Regions from separate parts of the Gossypium arboreum genome. Here region 1 is linked to region 2. A link is a contact called in public Hi-C data. All regions are on one chromosome and are shown on one strand. The core of a region is the stretch at or near the end of the contact, and the rest is flanking DNA. Distances in the headings are between cores, read along the strand shown.

Region 1 (4,613 bases), core at 1,345-3,844, 310 kb after region 2:
GAAAATAAAATAAAATAATAAAGTGGATTCGAATTACGTAAACATAAATATAAATCCTTAGCCTTAGCCTCAGTGAATTTCAATTTCCGAATCAATACTTGAAAATAGATTTTCTCTTTCAAACCATAAATTGGTTATAGCGATTAAGAATATCCTAACCTCCAATTCTTCCTTTCATAGCTGATTCCGGTACGACCTACAAATCAACTCTTAGCGTTTGTCTAACCGCGATACACACGTTCACAATTTAAGACCCTGAAAGCCTTGCGTTTTGAAGAATTCAACTCGGATCAACGGCCTCAACTGTGCGGGACGTTTAAATTTGATCAATATCTACCTTGACAAAAATCCCACTAGTATAGCCCCACCAAGATACACTAATTTGTTCGCGAGAATTCAAATTCAGGACGACCGACTCGACTTCCCAACTATATGCCAAAATTACTCTAACCCAACGCGCGCCTTTTGAATTGAAATTGAATTGATTTTAAAGGACGAATTTGCGCTATCCCATATTCCGGAGAGGTGGTAAATACCATTATGAAAGATTTTTAGTGCAGATTTATTTCTTAATTCTTGACCCGAAAGAATACCGGCCTAAAGCTAAGTTAGAAGTTTAGTGAAGTATGAAATTAACCATGCTTGGTTGGTGTATAGAAATGGTTTTAACGGAAATAGTAGAAGATGAAAAGGGAAAGGGACTTCAGAAGCAATTATGCCAAAGTATTGAAATGGAAAAAAACTAGAAGATGCATGTACTGCACACGTGAAAAAAGAAAGGAAAAAATGAATTGATTTTTTTCTATTCAATTTCCAGGTATTCAAGGTGTGTCTTTCAAAGGCCACCATACACCCTATTTATATATAAACCATATATTAAAATTAGTCTAACCCACCTAACAACTAATTACATGAAATAAAATATCATATTTTCTTTTCTATATACGGCTTTTACAAAGTCAAAAATCTGATCAGCCCTTAAATATTTCTAAATTTCTGATTCAACCCCTCTTTTATTGCTCATGCTCCAATTTAATCATTTTATGCTTGTCTTTGAATTAAAGCATATGAATTTCATTCTTGACAAAATTTAAACATAAAACCACCAATTTAGCAAGAATTAATTGATTTGAGCACGTAAAATATGTAAAATAAACATGTTATCATCAATACTTAAGGTTAATCCAATACTCAATATGAAGGTGTCGAAGCCTATCTGTGAGGATCAAGGGGATCCTGATCGAGACAAGTCATGACGAGGGCAAGTAAGAGTAGTGGACATTTGCGAACGAGATGTACAAGAAATAGATATAATTCAAGGCGTAGAACTACCCAATAGAAAGACTAGTCGAGAATCAGTTGAGGCATCAAGACCATTTCGAGACAAGTCAAGCTAGTTCCATTCCAAGGATGTGATGAGAGCATCACGAGAATAGGTGGGGGAGAATGTCACGAGCCGCAAATTAAAGCCTGTGACCATTGGACACTAAACATCCCATAGAGGTCAATTGACCAAATGTGGCTCATTTACCTTGCATAAACTAGCTCGACTCATGGAACGTATGGAGAAGCCCATCTACTTGAAGTCTAGTTAGCTCAGTGAAGCACTCAAGTAAAACTAGAGTTACTAGCGTAATTAATGCAAATCCTAAAGGATAAAGATGTATAGAGTTTATATCTCTTAAGACTCATCTTGTAGATAGGCACGAATCTTAGTTGTCGATGTAATTCGATATGTACCGTTGTATTTGGGGGAGCTCAACTATAAATAGAAGCCTTCCCCTCATTCATTTGTATTCACTCAGTTGTAAATCTTCAAAGTAATAGAATACTTTTAAGAGCATATACTCAAACACTCGGTGTGTGCTATTTTTCAGTGGCTTTTTTTATTCATTCGTTACTTTTTCGTTTTGAGTTTGCTTCTGATTTACTTTGGTGCCTTATAGAGAGTTTCTGCTAGAATTCTCATTTTCCGAGTGTAAGACTGACTTAGGCAGATTTGAACCCAAGCAATTGCCTAAAGCCACGCAATTTACTAAATTAAAGTTCTAACCCCGCAACACTAGAAATTGAATCTATTTCTAGCAACAATTATTGAAGCAAATTTCTTATAATGTTGTAAGTTATTCTAAATCTCTCAGTCACATGTTAGGTGACATCCAACATGTAACCCATATTTAATAAGCATGTCCCATTTAATGCGTTCATCACATTTTAAATTTTAATAGATTTAATCTTAAAAAGCGAAATATAATTTGGGACAAGAAATGAAATGTATTGGCGGCTTTAATAAATTAGATAGATAGAGATTTTGCATTCTTAGTCATCAATATGTCAACTTGTTTAGGATTTATCCTTTAATAACATATTTGCCAATCACGCCTTAGTTTGCAAAGTTGTGAGGCCTTGAGTGTATAGGTTCAATTTTTTCTCTATCCAATTCTTAATCCATTGTGTTTTATAACACTTTATTTTAATTATGGATGTAATTATAATTATAAATATACAAACATTTATTATTTATAATTATAAAAAGAAGCCTCCTTTTTGAATTATTGTTAGAACTGTAACCAACATTACCAAGTAAAATAATTTAGAGATACATTATTTTTTGTCTATAAATTCCCCTCTTGTTTCAGACTCCCATAACTTAGCTTGCAAGTCAAAAACTATATTCTCTAATTGTCCGCTCGCTCCCTTCTATGGCAACAAAGTTTCTCTCACCAAAGCTCCTCAATACCTTCCCCTCATTCACTAGGTTTCTTAACTCAGCCTCCACCGCTTCCCTCGCCGCCGTTGCACCTCTCAATTTTGACGAAAAGCCTGAACCCGCCGCTGTTGAAAAACAGCCGACTTCCCTTAAACAAGAATCAATTACAAACGCAACCCTAGACCTTGATGATCACCAAAGGCTTTTTGGTTCCATTCCTACCTTGAACCTACTACGTTCAGCGGCCAACCTCGGGTTGGCTGCTAACGAGCGGTTCGTAGATTTCGGCATGTGGATTATGAATTCTAGGCTCATGGAAACAAGTTTGGTACGTGACGCTATATTGAAAACAGTTAAACATACGTTCTTTCAACACTTCTGCGCGGGTGAAACGACGGAGGAGGCGGCGGACTGTGTGAGGAGAATCCACGACAAGGGTTTCAGAGGGATGCTGGTTTATGCGGTGGAGCATACGAGCGAGAACGCCGGTTGTGATCGAAATTTGGAAGGTTCCCTTGGGAGTGTTGAATTGGCCAAGTCGCTTCCAGCTTCGTCTGTAAGTATTTTTGGTTTCGATTTAGCCATCTTTCTTATCCTCATCTATTCTCCTCCCAACACGTAAACCTCTACGATTCTCAAGGTCTTATCTTCTCCTTCAAAACCATTATTAGCATTCCACTTAACTGTTTTAATTATATTCGGATTAACTGCGGACACTAATATTTTTAATTATTTAAAAGATTAGATACTCTGCTTATACTCAAATATTAAACACGTGAATATAATTTTTTTTATTTTAAATATGATTTTCCCTAGTATTCATATTTATTTTCCCTCTTATCAATCGTAAGATGTTTCAATTTGAAAGTTTTGGATTTCCTTTTCATACATATAAAACACCACCCTTTTATTGCTGTATCCTCATGCACGTGAGCTTTACGTTGTGGAGGCGGTCCCACAAAATTACTACTAGATAGCTCGCTCGTTCATTAAGAGTCAAGATTTAATATGACTATCCAACACCAAAAGTCCAAATATATAAAGAAAAAATTGATGATGATAAAATCGAAGTTTTTTTGTAGGATCATTATAATATTTTGTCGTTTAATAATAGAACAAAGTTGAAAAAAATATAGCCGTATGTGCGTATGTACGCATATAAACAAAGTTGTGATACGGGGGCACTTGATTGCCAGAAGGTTATTGGTCTATCTTTTGCAGTCATGTATGATGGAGAAAGTAGAGAGCATTGGTGAAAAGGATCGGTGGTTGTTGTGACAACTGCCTTTGCTAGCGACAACATACAAAACAATAGACAACTTGTCTGGCTAAACGTGTATCCTTTCGTTTCTTTTTTGGCCACGCCTAGGAAAAGTTCTCGGCTATTAATGATGAAAGGGAAGTTGTGTTTAATGATTCTGTAGGAAGGAATCCAACATTTAGGATTTGAGCATTCAGTATGTCTCTGTCACAAGCAGCTTTCCAGCTATACTCCAGCTTGGAAATGTTGTGTTGAGAAAACAGTAGATAGATCTCAGCAGCCGCCATATCCTTTGTTGAAGAATTGCAAGGATTGAATGGCTCAACTAAGTTTATCTCTTCCTTAATCTCCCCATAAATAAACTCCAAGAAAGGCACTTGAAAGTGCATGTCCTTTTTTCTTTTTCCCTTTTTCCCCCTACTTGCATGATATGATTGGTTAGAAAATTGAAACATCTTTGGTATGACGGACAGTTATGACTCGATATGAGTTTAGGGTCGACACGGGTATGTTTAATTTATTAAAATCATATCATACTCATGTCCTAATATGTGTCAAACACGAAGCACCAAAGTTGGAGACCACCTTATTTAATGTTTTTTTTCCTAGAACTTTAGCAAACTTTTGACTGACCATGATCTT
Region 2 (4,767 bases), core at 1,738-4,237:
AGGACCGCACCAGTTGGAAAAATAATCAGCTTTGAAAGTGCAAATTCCCTTCTTAAAATTTTAATCATTGAAATTCAGAAGTTCATGACAAGAAACCTTAGTTACTTCGAACCTTGCACAAACTGGAAGAGAACATTTGACCATATTATCTAAATGAAACAAACCCTACTAGAAAAGTCCACAATTCACAATTTCCACATTCTTTAGGGGTAGTGGTAAATTGTGAGATAAATTTGCAACAAGTGCAAGAACATAACCAAGCCCTTCTCAGATATTAACAAGACCATAATAACTCTATCCCATGCAGCCCATGCCACACATTTACCGTCACAACTGGAAAATAAGATGTGTCTAGCTAAAACTAAAGTGGAAAATGTACAAAACAATATCATTAATGTGTTGTTACATATGCCACAGTAATCACAATGAAAATTTAAAGCTGGTATAAGTCAATCTTAAATTATCACATCTCCTCAAGAACTAAATATAAAGGCTGCTTTTCTCATAAACAGAAATAATACAGGTCGTAGAGTTAATGAAGTGATAAGACCAGAACACTTAAAAGTACTAGCACAAAAGCAGTCGACACTCAACAGATAGTTCAGTGCTTCATGGGCATCAGACAAAAGATTCCTAGAAATGAGTGTACCATAAGCATCGTATGACAATTTACACTTACCTCATTTAAACGTGGAAGGATACGCATAACCTCCGGACCTCTGCTATCAATTCGAATGTTGGATCCAACTGCATCAGTCACATCAATGGTCTCTGTTCCTTTCAACTCCCAGTTTCGGGCCTTAAATGCAAAGGGTTTAGAGGTAAGAGCTCCAACAGGGCAGATATCAATTACATTTCCAGAAAGCTCACTTGTCATAAGCTTTTCAACGTAAGTCCCAATTTCTTCTCCACTACCACGACCTAACATGCCAAGATCCTGAACTCCAGCAACTTCTGTTGCAAACCTGACACACCTGATGAGACCACAAAAAGTTAGTTGCCTCAAGCTCTGACCTATGGAACATAGAACAGAAAGAAAATTGCTTATAGATATTTCTCAAACAAACAAATCCTCAAAAGATCACAACGATTTGGCCCAAAAATGGCTTAAAGAAGAAGATGCAACTTTTAGCTTATCACTCAAAAAGGAAAATACACTAGAGAGGCTTTGAAAGACCTATTTATGAATCACAAAGCTTTAGAACTCGGACTGATTTGTGTAATAGAAGAAGTGCATCAGTCTAACATAATGAAGTAAAGCAAAATTCACAAAGCAAATTGTATAGGCTAACTTAATCACAATCTGATATAAACAATTCTAAGTGTAGGGCAACACATGATTAAAAAGGTAGTGAACACATAAACAAGCAATACCAGTCATTCTTAAGTGGGATTTATTGGAATATAAATTCTCGGTACCTATATGTAGCCATAAATATCTAAAGCTAAAAATTCTCCAATGCATTTGTTTATTTAAAAGAAACTCATTAGTGGAAGCAGTTATCCTTGGGATTCAAATCTTAAAATCTTTGAAAATATAAATAAATAAAGAACTTAGGAATATTGTTAGGTTAATTTCGGACCTAGTACACTGAATGCACCGAGTCATGACAGTCTTCACCAAAGGACCAAGATTCTTGTCAACAACAGATCTCTTCATTTCAGTAAAACGGCCACGATCAGATCCAAATGCCATAGACTGATCCTGGAGATCACATTCTCCACCCTGATCACAAATTGGACAATCCAGTGGATGGTTCATCAGCAAAAACTCCATCACTCCTTCTCGTGCCTTCTTTGCCAATGGCGTATCTGTCTTAATCTTCATTCCTATATTAGAGTCCCAGAGAATTAGAGAACATAATAATAATAATAAGAAGAAGAAGAAGATAAATAAAGAATGTACTGGGAAATACCAGAACCAAACCAAAATATAAAACAAACGGACATATTTAGATAAAGAGCAGCCTAATTCCGTAAAGGTTAAATTGTTTAAATGAAAAGCACTTTCGACTTGTAAGAGCAGTTTCACACAAGAGCTTAGCATTTCCAAAGCCATATTGCTAAAAAAGTAAAATAAAAAAGAAATTTATGCGAATATAAATACTATAAAAGAGAGAAAGAATTGGATCATAGTGTAATGAATCATAGCGTTGTATATTTCTTAACATTAAACAGAACAAATAGCAGCATAAAAATAGCAAGGAAAAGTTGAAGCAAACTAAACAGTATTCAATTAATTTGATACCCAAATCAAAATCACTAAATCCACCTAATTAAGTCACGAATCTGTATATAGGAAATCAAAATCGCTCCTCCCTGAAGGTTAATCCAAACAAATGAATAAATTTATCTATCCAAAATAAAAGAAAAAAGAAAGGGCAATGAAACGGAAAGGCTCACCAGGAAGGGCAGGCATGGCGCAAGAGGCGACGGGCTTGGGGGATTTTTCAACCTCGACAAGGCACATACGGCAGTTCCCCGCGATCGAAAGTCGGCTATGATAACAAAACCTAGGAATGTCAACTCCAGCGATCTCGCAGGCCTGAAGAACAGTCATGCCCTTAGGGATTTTCACCGGGAACCCATCAACGAACACCTCGAGAGCATCATCTGGGTTGGTGAAGTGGACCCGGGCACCGCCCACAGGTTTCTTAGGCGGAGGCGGAGTGGGCTCCGGCTGCGTTGCTGGTGCGGCCGCTGATGCATCGGGGGATTGGAGGCCGGGTTTGGTGACGATGGGTCGGAAACGAGAGTACTGAGAAGAGAGAACCCTGGAGGTCTTAAGGGTTCTTGAAGCTAACAACCCTAATCCCATTTTTCCAGTACGGTGAGATCTCTTAGCTTCCTTTGTTGGAGCTCAGAAAGAGTGGCGACAGATTTTGAGTTTGCACTGAAATGAAATGAAAGCGTGTGATTCCCACAATTCGGGTTTCAGGTTGACCCGTTTTTCTCCACATGGTCTGCCTCTGAGTTTCCATACGCCATCGTTTTAAATTAAGGTTGTAAAGTAATGCTTTTCTTTCCGAAAATTAGGGTATACTATAAAAATAATCACTTTTGTTTGTTTTAGATTACATTTTAGTTACTTATGTTTAAAATATTACATTTTGGTTATTTATGTTATTGTTTTGTTACGAAGTGGTCACTCTACCGTTAAGTCCCATTACCTCCCTAATAGAGGTCTTACGTGGCAATCCAAATGGTTTTAAATGCCAACTTGGATGTCTTACGTGACCGTCCAAATAAAATTTGTTTAATTAAAAACCTATTTTCATTCTAGCAATTGGACATCCAAGTTGGTATTTAAAATCCATTTGGACTACCATGTAAGACTGCCGTTAGGGAGGTAACGGAGTTTAACAGTAGAGTGACCACTTCGTAACAAAACAATAACGTAAGTGACTAAAATGTAATATTTCAAATATAAGCTAAGAAAATATAATCTGAGACAAACAAAAGTGACTATTTTTGCAGTTTACCTCGAAAATTATGTCTATTAAGAGACACACGCCTGTGTCTTAGCCCATGTATTTACTACTGAGCATACTGACTTGTAAAAATTAAGGTGCATGGGACACACGGCCATTCAACACGCCCATGGGGCAGACCGTGTGTCTACCCATGTGGACCATTTAAAGGCTATTTTCCAAGCCAATTGTCACCCTCAATCATTCATACATTCAAACATATTTCATAGCATGCAACATGACATATTTAGACACTCAAATATTCAACACCATGGCACTCTCACATATTCAAAATGTCATCCTATTGCACATTCATTTTGTTACACCATTTAGAAGCATTCCACACTAATTTCATGCATTATTAAACTTGTTACCATAACTTCAAATTATGCATTCATGACTATAGTCATTTTAAGCCATTAAGTCATCCCTTATCTTTTAGCATCTAATCCATACTTTATCATACATTCACCAAGCAATAACATATCACATCATCAAGGCACTAACACATGCATACATGGGTAATTAGATTACAACCCAATGATCAAATATAAGCCATACCACATGGCCATTACAAAATAAATCATCAACATCATAAGCATTCACAATTTGGCCAAATAGCATGACACATGTCACAAAATAACCAAGTCCCCTATACATGCCATACTCAAAATAACAATTTCACTATACCCGATAATCTTTTGATAGTGTGATTGAATACTCCGACAACTTTCGGTCCCCGAGCTAGCTTGGCGGAACTATAAAGGATGGAAAGGAAAGGGGTAAGCATTAAAGCTTAGTAAGTCCACATGCAAATAATATGCAATGGTAGTAAGAAATCAACATGCAAAGACATAGTAACATATACATAAAGATTATTCATCACTTAAACCTTTTGGCTTACTTATCAAATGTACACATATACTTTCTCATCACAAATCATTCTTTACCAAGGCATTATTCATAGGTTTAGCGTACCTATCTGTACTTATCTTAGTATATCATATAACCATACCTCTTTAACATGCCCTCCTCTGGACTTTCATCACATCCATTGTATTACCTGTTGAACACTAAGAATACTATTGGATACGAGAAAAACTAGCACATAAGTGCCACATATACATACGTAGCCAAAGCTACCTCATAACATGTAACGCTCGTAATGGAGCTACTCACGAGCTTGCTCATAAAAGCTATCGGTCAAGGTGTAACTACACGGGCTACTCACACAAGCTGTCAAGTATCAGACCAACTCAAGGATTACCTAGCTACCGGTAGAACACATAAGACCATT

What was found. Hi-C and Micro-C count contacts between places; a contact is called where the count stands out from the background.
Region 1: a contact with region 2 is called in a Hi-C map of leaf, with 6 times the contacts expected there. The contact joins the promoter of LOC108471519 here to the promoter of LOC108463933 in region 2. A contact is called at or near these places in 2 of 5 Hi-C or Micro-C datasets (both in leaf).

The regions. Positions count from the first base shown.
Region 1 is chr7:19,170,271-19,174,883 of ASM2569848v2, forward strand. LOC108471519 (proline dehydrogenase 2, mitochondrial-like) reads left to right here and starts at 2,595. Exons shown (of 4, transcript XM_017773130.2): 1 at 2,595-3,266. The coding sequence starts at 2,703.
Region 2 is chr7:18,862,977-18,867,743 of ASM2569848v2, forward strand. LOC108463933 (NADH dehydrogenase [ubiquinone] iron-sulfur protein 1, mitochondrial-like) reads right to left here and starts at 2,988. Exons shown (of 5, transcript XM_017763945.2): 1 at 2,404-2,988; 2 at 1,584-1,830; 3 at 680-974. The coding sequence starts at 2,818.